Linked DNA regions of Sus scrofa: region 2 is linked to region 1. Evidence: chromatin contacts called from public HiChIP or PLAC-seq data. All regions are on one chromosome and are shown on one strand. Each heading gives the region's core, a stretch centred on a gene start, on an enhancer-like site or on the middle of the called end of the contact. The rest is flanking DNA. Distances are from core to core; before and after follow the strand shown.

Evidence for each region. HiChIP or PLAC-seq counts read pairs in DNA pulled down with a chosen protein or histone mark.
Region 2: an H3K27ac HiChIP or PLAC-seq map of alveolar macrophages shows a contact between it and region 1. The contact joins the promoter of TXLNG here to the promoter of SYAP1 in region 1. A contact is called at or near these places in 12 of 47 Hi-C or Micro-C datasets (alveolar macrophages, blood, fetal skeletal muscle and 8 more) and 2 of 2 datasets of contacts at active chromatin or transcription factors (alveolar macrophages and skeletal muscle).

Annotation. Positions count from the first base shown.
Region 1 is chrX:13,179,353-13,184,345 of Sscrofa11.1, reverse strand. It overlaps SYAP1 (synapse associated protein 1), which reads right to left and starts at 2,332. Exons shown (of 7, transcript NM_001244109.1): 1 at 2,045-2,332. The coding sequence starts at 2,237. CTPS2 (CTP synthase 2) reads left to right here and starts at 3,215. Exons shown (of 19, transcript XM_021080709.1): 1 at 3,215-3,235.
Region 2 is chrX:13,226,566-13,231,558 of Sscrofa11.1, reverse strand. TXLNG (gamma-taxilin) reads right to left here and starts at 1,879. Exons shown (of 10, transcript XM_013985941.2): 1 at 1,690-1,879. The coding sequence starts at 1,791.

The sequences.
Region 1 (4,993 bases), core at 1,083-3,582:
TTCCCCACCTTCCAAGGCCTCGCGCCCCAGAGTAACTGCTTATTCAGCACAACTGGGTTGGGAGGTTTTTGTTAAAAGTCCAATTAGCGCTTTATCTATACTCTTTTTAAAAAACCAAGCAAACCTCTACCTTTGAGTGTTAAATATCTGAATCACTCACACCCTGGAACTCCCATACACGCCCATCTTGAAAGAAAGCACTCCACAAAAGTTTACAGAACAAATGGGGCCCCAGGAGATTTCATGTCGATTTTAAAAGGCTCAAGTACTGCAGCTACTTGGTGGGAGTCAGGCCCAGAGATGTTTATCTTCAGTTTCCAAAACGCAGATGGGTCTTTTTAGAATTAATACACCTCTTAGGATCAATAGGTAGAAATAAAAAAATATCTGATCATATCTCTTTTGGCTTTTTGAAGGTGGAACCTCTACACCTTTTTTTTAAAATCAAATAAAGTTCACAGCCAGAAGAGCTCTAATTTAGGTGGGAACTCTGCATTCACAGTATGTGTGTGGGCGGGGAAGCGCCTCCACCTTAACCTGAGCCTCCCCAACCTCAAGAGTCTGGTGAGGAAAGAGATGGCAGCGTTGAGCTCCAAAGTAGTCATCCATGCTGAAAAAAGATTTATTAAAAAATATTTGGAAGTCTTTCTTACTAAATACAAATGTGAGGTTTCAATAAAGCCCTAAGGTGTAAGAAGCCACTTTTGATACTCCCCTGAAGATAAATGAAAATGGTTCTCCAGGATTTACGAAATCAGGGAAACAACCATACCCAGCTTTTCTTACAGCGATCCCACTTTTATTTATCCCAGCTACCTAACAAAGATTCTCTGCTCTAGTCAAACGCATCTCCTCACATCTCTGGAATATTCCAAGCTCCTTTCTTCCCCATTTTCCTCACAGGAAATAGCTGTACCCTCTTTAGTGATCTCATTGCTTTGCACTTAGTTTTATTTTTCTTGTGCACCGTTTAGGGGCCTGGGGCTGAGATTATGTACTGCCAGGACTTGAGAGTATGTCTGTTTTCCCTGCCTCTCCACCCCGCAGTAACTTTTTGAACATTAAAGCCTTTCTTATTCAAAAATGTGTTTCTCCGCTCCAGCCAGCCCCATGCTCTTGCGTTTTAGTAACTTGGAGTAAATTCTTTAAAAATGCGTGCTAAATTGAAGAGCTCTCGCTTGTAGTGCTGACTGCTTTAGGGTCATCTTTTCAAAGGCGTTTTCCTTGACTATTTAAGCCTGCCAAGGTCTCTCCAGGAGCAGAATTACCACAGGATGTGTTTATTCTGCATGCCTGGGACTTTCACCCTCCTCCCAAACTAGGCTGTAAGCTGGAAAAGAGCACAGGCTTTGACATTAAGACAGTCATGGGTTCAAATTCCACATCTACCATTTACTATCAGCATTAACTTTGGGCCACTAACACTGCAATCGCTGGTCCTCCCGACTCGCTGGGTGTTTAAACAGGTGACTTAAGACACATCCACAAAACATTTAGGGCTGAAACTTGCACATCACGGACAATAACTGGCAATTAGTTTCCCATGTTAAGGAAAATGGTCCCAATGCAGCCTAAAGGAGATGAGCCTGCCTGTCAGAGGCCTTCAGTAAGTAACTCTTCCTTAATTTACTCTGGATGACATTCTGACCTCAGGGCAAAAAGGCACTTTCGACCAATTCGAGCTCTCCAACGTCCTCAGTCCTCCGGAAGTCATAGAGGGGAAAGTTGGCGAGATGAACAAAAAAGAGATTCCTCGTCAACCCTAAAGACGTCGAGCCCCACTGCTTTACTTCGGCCCTGCTTGCAATGGTGACACACTGTGCCAAGAGTGACATGTCACCAGGAACTTCGGGCACAGGATTTGACTGCAAGATAAAGCTTCGGCCTTGCCCAGATCCACACCAAGCTCTCCAGACAACAGACACGCCTTCCGCTCCCTCCCTCCTCCCCCCGACCAGTGGTGGCCCACGCCCAGGGGCGGCAGGAGGAGGGATACGGACGCTCTCTGAAACTCTCTGGTCCCCGGGGCCGGGGAGAGACTCACTGCCGAGGCCTTTGGCCTGATGAAGGAGCTCCTGGTCCCCGGCTTGCTGAGGTTCCCCCTCCGCTGTCTCTGCCACCGCCTCGGAGCGCTGCTCGGGTGGAGCGTCTCCCTTAGGCTGCCCATCTCCCTCGGACTGCCGGCCACCCGGCGCCGGCTGCTCCAAGCCAAACCAACTGCTCAAACCCCGGAACATCCCGCCCGCAGGGCCGCCAATGCGGTCCGGGTCACAGGAGACCCTAGCGGGCGGAGCCTGGTCGGGACTTCACAGGGCGCGTCTCCCTGGGCGATAGCCGGAAGTGTGGCCCCGGAGCAGCCCGTCTAGCCGTGGCCCCGCCTCTACGGCCACTCTGCCGTGGCCGCGCCTGCGTCACTTCCGGCTAAGGGCCCCGCCCCGCGCTGGCTGTTTATTTCGTAACTTGATTACGCGGGTGGAAACCGGACAAAGAGTTTTTCCCACGTAGTTACGCCCCACCCCTTTTCCTCCTCCCCCGGCTTTTAAAGGCGGACTTAGGTGTGTAAACTGCGTCTTTGTCACTCGAAGCGGCTTGGCTGGTGGTTTAGCCTCGCTTTTTCAGGTCCGGCTGGGCTGGCCCCGCAGAAATGGATGTCTTTGGTCTCCTCCTGAGACCACATCAAAGCTAGCCCAGGGCCTTTACGGCCACCTACCAATTTACAGGGACTACAGAGAATGGCGGAAAGGGTTAAAGGACACCACAGGGATGCAGGGAGCAGACTCTAGGCTGTGAGAAACGACGGGCAGGCAACTTGTTTCCTCAAATAAGTTGCAAGGAAGAGGGGAAGGGAATTTATACGTTAAAAACAACTTAAGGGACATGACCTGTGGCAACTTGTGGATTTTATTTGGATCCTAGTTCAAACAAACACTGGGAAAAAAAATGTTGACGTTTACAAGAAGTGGAAATTTGGGCACGGATAGTTCATGAGATTAAGAAAATTTTAAGTTTAAAAAATTTTAGTTGTAGAGTAACATAAAATTGACCACCTTAACCATTTTTAAGTGTATAGGCAGCAGTAGTAAGTACATTCACGTGATTGGGCAACCAGTCTCCACAATTCTTTTCTTGTTGCAAAACTGAAATTCTGTACCCACTAAACAACTCCCTGTTCTCCCCTCCCTCAGCCCCTGGAAATCAAGCTACTTTATGACTCTGACTTCTCTAGGAACTTCACGTAAGTGGAATCATACCACATTTGTCTTTTTATGAATGGTCCATTTCACTTAGCAAATGTCTTCTAGGTTCATTCGGGTTGTAGCATGTGTTAGAATTTCTAAAATTCTGCCTTAAAAAAGGCTACCTAGGAGTTCCCTGGTGGCCCAGTGAGTTAAGGACCTGGTGTTGTCACTGCTATGGCAAGGGTTACTGTTGTGGTGAGGGTTCAGTCCCTAGGCTGGGAACTTCTGCATGCTGCAGGTGTGGCCAGAAAAAGAAAAAGGCTACTTGGAACGTTCTTGGACATAAATTATAGTAATATTTTTTTGATCTGTCTTCTAAAGCAAAGAAAACAGGAGTGAAAACAAGCAAATGGGGCCCAGTTAAACTTAAACGGTTTTGCACAGCAAAGGAAACCATCCACAAAACGAAAAGACAACATACTGAATGGGAGAGAATATTTGCAAATGATATGAGTGATAAGGGGTTAATATCCAAAATATATTAACTGCTCATACAACTCAAATAAAAAACCTGATTAAAAAATGGGCAGAAGACCTGAATAGACACTTTTCCAAAGAAGGTATACAGATGGCCAATAGGCATATGAAGAGGTGCTCCACATCGATAATCATCAGAGAAATGCAAATCAAAATCACAGGTATTACCTCACACCTGTCAGAATGGCTATCATCAAAACGACCACAAAAAACAATGTTGGAGTTCCCATCGTGACTCAGTGTTTAATGAATCCAACTAGGAACCACGAGGTTGCAGGTTCGATCCCTGGCCTTGCTCAGTGAGTTAAGGATCCGGCGTTGCCGTGAGTTGTGGTGTAGGTTGCAGACGCGGCTCACATCCAGCGTTGCTGTGGCTGTGCCTCTGGTGTAGGCCGGTGGCTACAGCTCCGATTCGACCCCGAGCCTGGGAACCTCCATATGCCGTGGGTGCGGCCCTCAAAAAGCAAAAACACACACACAAAAAATGTCGGCTAGGATATGGAGAAAAGGGAACTCTGCTGCACTGTTGATGGGAATGTAAATTTGTGCAGCTACTTTGGAAAACACTATGGAGGTTCCCAAAAAAACTAAAAGTAGACCTACCACATGATCCAGCAATTCCTCTCCTGGGTGTATATCCAAGAAAACAAAAACACTAATTCAAAAAGATACATGCACCCCAATATTCATAGCAGCATTGTTTATAGTTGCCAAGATATGGAAGCAACCTAAGTGTCCATCAACAAATGAATAGGAGTTCCCGTCGTGGCTCAGTGGTTAACGAATCCGACTAGGAACCATGAGGTTGCGGGTTCGATCCTTGCCCTTGCTCAGTGGGTTAATGATCCGGCGTTGCCGTGAGCTGTGGTGTAGGTTGCAGACGCGGCTCGGATCCTGCGTTGTTGTGCCTCTGGCGTAGGCGGGTGGCTACAGCTCCGATTCAACCCCTAGCCTGGGAACCTCCATATGCCGCGGGAGTGGCCCAAGAAATAGCAACAACAACAAAAGACAAAAAGACAAAAGACAAAAAAAAAAAAAACACAAATGAATAAAGAAGATTTTTATATATATAAAATAGCAACAAAATACTATTTGGCTATAAAAAAGAATGAAATTTTCCCATTTGAACAACGTGGATGGACCTGGAGGGTATTATACTTAGTGAAATAAATCAGACAGAGAAGGAGAAATACTGTGTTATCACTTATATGTGAAATCTAAAAAATAAAACAAACTAGTGAATATAACAACAAAAAAAAGTGTACCTTAAAAAAAGC
Region 2 (4,993 bases), core at 630-3,129, 48 kb before region 1:
AACCTCAGTTCCTAATTCAGACTTTTTGTCCTTATCCTTGCGGCATAAAAAGGAACTTACGCCCTCAATTGCAGCAGCTTTTTATCAGAGTTCTCCCCTGGGGGAACCTATGAAATCAAACACTGAGATTGGCTCCCCACCCTCAGGGAATAAATAAGTGAGGTGTCCAAAGTGACAGTGTTGAATCCCTAGAGTACGTTCCGTCCACGGCTTTTTTTTCAGTCCTGCAAGTGCTGGATCTTTCTTTTAGAGCACAAAGAGGGAAAGAAAGAGAGGTAATTGAGAGGCAGTAACACCCTCATGCAGAGAGGTGAAAACACCCGACCTTAGAAACAGCTCCCCCCCTCAAGCTAGTTCTTGACACTCTGCAGAGGTAAGCCGAACCTTTGTTCTCCTTTTTCAAGTACACAAATCGCATTAGGAAAATATTATTTCGTAATTTTCTACAGGAGCAATCTTTGAGTACTCAAATGCGTAATTAAGTAACACGAAATAGCCCCGAGTGATAAAGCAGGACGTCCAACAAGTTGAACATTTCAATCTGCTCAACTCCAAGGAAAGAGACTTCCACCTTTCCATCTTTACAGCCCTTCTTCCACCTTTCTAGTCCTTTTCCCCGCATTTCTCTATTCCTGGGCCCTGACAGCCCTGTACCCCGTTTGTTGTGCAATCTTTTTTGAACTCCACCCACTGACTCCAGAACAAGTGGAATTCTCTCGTTCTGAAGGTCTTGATTTTCCTGTATCCAGGGAGTCACCGAAAGCTCCTTGACGTGAGTCAAGTAAGGCAAGGGAAACGGTCCAGACTGACTCCCAGATTAAGAGACCAAAGGCCAAGGTAGGGGACGCGCTCGAGTTTTCACCCATCAAATAAAAAAAGAAAAAAAAGGCCGGGGGGGGGAGGGAATATCGAGAAGAGGGAATGAGGGCTTGATTGGGAAGATCAGCTCTCCGCGATGCTGCTCCCAACTCTGTGGGACCCAGGTCCGCCAACATCCCGTCCCCAAGGGCCGCCCCACGTGCAGCCAAATCCGTGGAGCCCAGAGACGAGCCCCAGGGCCTGGGTCCCGCGGGCCGAGCGGCCCGGCTCGCCAGCCCGCGCAGTGGCGGGGAGCGCGGGGTGGAGGGGGGCGGGTAAAGGGGGGCGCAGTGCAGCCCCGGCTCCCGCGCGGTTATCTTACTGCGCAACAGCCTCAACCGCGCCGCCGGGGCGCAACCCCGCAGCACGCCCTGCGCACCTGCCCCGCGCGAGGAGGGCCGGCCCGTGACCCCGGGCAGCTCCCCGACGGCGGCGCCCAGCGCTGGGAACACGGCAAGCATGTGGAGGGCGGCGGCTGGGAGCGGGAACACCTGGCGCCCGGGGCCCCGCGGCGCCGGCCGCACGTGGCTGTCACACCTGGCGCGCCCCCGCCAAACACCCCTTCCCCCTCCCACCAGGCTTCGCCCCCCTGCCCTCCTCCCGCCTCCGCCGCGCGCGCGCGCCTCCAAACCCCAACCATGGCCCCCTCCCACATCCATCCTGGTCCCACTCCTCCCACCTGCTCCCACTGCCGTCACCCCCGAGAGGGAAGAGGGCCGGATGTTCGTCCCGTGGCTAGAGGTAACCCGCGAGTGTGAAGAGGTGGACCCCAGTTCGCTAGCCCCAGCACTCCCCCGACCCGGCAACAAGGCGGGCGCCCCCCAGACTGACTTTCTGCCGCGGGCTGCGTCGCCGTCCGCCCCGTCCGGCCTCAATCGCCTCCTCGACGCCGCCGCCTCTTCCCCGCGCTGCCTCTTCTACCCGCGTCGCCATGAGGTGACGGCAGCAGCCAAACAAGCGGCCCGACAAGGGGCACGGAACCTCGCAGGGCCTCGCTCCCCGCCCCTGAACCCCTCCGCCAACCGCCGTTTGCAGGACTCCTCACGTGACCGGAGGAGGTTGGCCCCCGAGGGGACTGAGCAGAATGGGGGTGGGGAACATTGGAGCCTGGGCCGGGCTTCTGCAGGGCCGAAGGGCGAACGGAGGCCGCGCGAGTCTGCGCGAACGAAAAAAGGGACTCTAGGACGGACTACAAGTCCCGGCAGGCTGCGCGGCCACGGCTCTCAGGCCCGGATCAGGATTGGAGCGTCATTCAGCGTTTTGAGATGGGGAGAGACTCTGCCGTGCTGAGCATGCAGCTTCCTGGGACTTGTAGTTTTTTAGGGGCGATGTACCTGTACCGGAAGGTACTCTGTATTATCCTAGGGGAAAAGTTTAGAAGTATTTCAGTGTTTGCGAGGGAGCGGGATTGGAGGCACATTGATGTGCTTTTGTTTTTCTTGCTTTTCTTCGGAAGTGAGCCTGAATGATTGGGGGATGGGGGCAAGTTGTAATTGCTTCAAGGTGGGAGAGTTGTAATTGCTCAGTAATTTGACAGTTTCTGGCCCCAACACCTGTCGCGACTCCTTCCCCTCCACTGAGCACTCAGCATCGTTTATTGGACCTGAGGCCCTGCGGGGTGGGGGCTGCGTCGTATTCATCTTGGCTGAACTGCCCGGCTTCTAGCACATTTCTCCCCCCTTAGTTGGCGGTTAATACACATTGAACGTACCCTGCTTTCTTCACCACTCGTTTCGTCACTGAAATTTAATTAACTCGGTTAGCTGAAGCGATTCTTTTTTTCCTTGACGTGACTGGGGCAAAGATGGAGAAAATACCCCATCCTCAGAAATACTCCCCATTTACATCTGATGGAACCAGAGTTCCAATGACCGAGTTTCTGATAGTCACAGACCATCGTGAAATCCTGACATGTTGCCTTAAATAACTCATTATGAAAATTTTTGTAAATCCTATGCCTTTTTTTTTCTTTCTTTTTTTTTCTTTCCCAGGCTAGGGGTCAAATCAGAGCTGCTGGCCTACACCACTGCCACAGCAACGCAGGATCCCAGCCATATCTGTGACCTACACCACAGCTCATGGCAACACAGGATTCCTAGCCCACTGAGCGAGGCCAGGGATGGAACCGGAGTGCTCATGGATACTAGTAGGGTTCCTTACCCCTGAGCCACAGGGGAACTCCTCCTATGCCATTTTTTAAAATAAAGAATACAAAACAGTGGTAGCAGGCACCACAAATTTAATAACTTATTTGAGAGTAGATTCCAATATTGGGTTAATTACTTCTATTAATTTTAATTATTTCTGTACATTTGGGGAGAAGTACCATTATTTTATTTCACTGGCAGAACACCTCAGTCCAGCTTTTTTTGTTGTTTTTTTGGTTGCTCCTGAAGCATGCAGAAGTTCTTGGGCCAGGGATCGAACCTGGGCTGGATGCCGTGACCTGGGGTGCTGCAGTGACAATGTGGGATCCTTAATCCACTGAACCACAAGGGAACTTCCTCAGTCCAGTTTTGAGATTTCAAAACTAGAGTAGTAGATAATGAATCTTACCCAGACTGTGTATAAAGCTCATGGCCTCAACCACCACTCCTCACCTTTTTAAAGGCAAAAGTCCCAGAGAGATGCAGAATAAGTCTATCGGTAATGATTCTAACACATCCAGAGAACTAGATGTCAAAATGCACTGTAGTTAAATTATGGTACCATAGAACACCATGCAGCTACTAAAAATGTTAAACATTTTTTTAAATTGACCTAGAAAATATACATAGCACAGTGAGCTTTAAAAAGAAAAAAAAAAAAAATCCATTTAGGGAGTTCCCTGGTGGCTCAGTGGGTTGAGGACCTGCAGTTGTCACTGCTGTGACTCAGGTTGCTGCTATGGCTCAGGTTCAATCCCGAGAATTTCCACATGCCAAGGGTACGTATGGCCAAAAAAGAAAACAAAGAAAACAAAAGGACTATGCAAGTGACCTCAAGTCTTCAGAGAAATGAAAAATACCTAACTGTATTTTTTATATACATTCTTATTTCAAAGGTATTTGGAAGGCTTGTAAAATAGACACAATATGCCATGATATACATATCGCGTAGGTACATATCACATCATTCGTTTATACACAAAAAAATAGAGAAATGAGAAGAAAGTGAAAGTGAAAGAAGGATGGGGGAAAAATAAGATGACGTCATGGGTGAGTTCAGCCCATAAAACACACACCGTGAGGTCTTGTCCACAAGCTGAACATGAGCGAAATTTTTATTTTAAGCTTCTTGACAGCTGAGAAAAGAAGAAAACACAATTTACACAGTGATTCACAACATTACAAAATATTAAACCTAAACTGAGTGCTTAAGAGAAACATGGCTATTACTGCTCCCAGGAGAAATATCAATTTCAATCTGCTTCTTATAATGTCTTCACTGGAGGCAACGGTGTGTTTTAAATCTGTCCACAAGTTTTTCGATCCTTCTCCCTTCAAAAAAAGGAATCTGATTCCCCTTTTCTTGCATGTCCCTAGGCTTAGTGATTGGCTTTTAAGGAAGACAGCTTAGCAGCAGCAAGGATTTGTAGTTTCCAAAGCTGGGGAGAGAAAGACTAGTTTCTGCCTGGCTCTCTGGGTCTCAGATCACTCTCTTCTTTCTTGGGTCATACTAGCCTGATTTTTTTTTTTTTTTTTTTTTTTTTTTTTGTCTTTTCTGGGGCCCCACCCTGGGCATACGGAGGTTCTCAGGCCAGGGGTCCAATCAGAGCTGTAGCCGCTGGCCTAAACAGGCCACAGCCACAACAACTCCGGATCTGCGCCGCATCTGTGATCTACACCCCTGCGGTCAGGTCAACACTGGATCCTTAACCCACTGAGCGAGGGCAGGGATCGATACCCGCCACCTCACGGTTCCTAGTCAGATTCATTAACCACTGAACCCCGATGGGAATTCCGCAGACTAGCCTGATTTTTGAGAGACCCATTCTTTGTTTAGAATCTTATCTCAAATGCCTTCAAAGCGGTTTCTGTCTAGCCTTAGCCCAAGGCTTTGTAAAGCAATACGCTTATCTCTGCTGGGATCTGTAGTTTTTTATTTTAGGTCTTCAAGGGCTATCATTTCTTTTATTTCCAAATCCTTAGGAGAC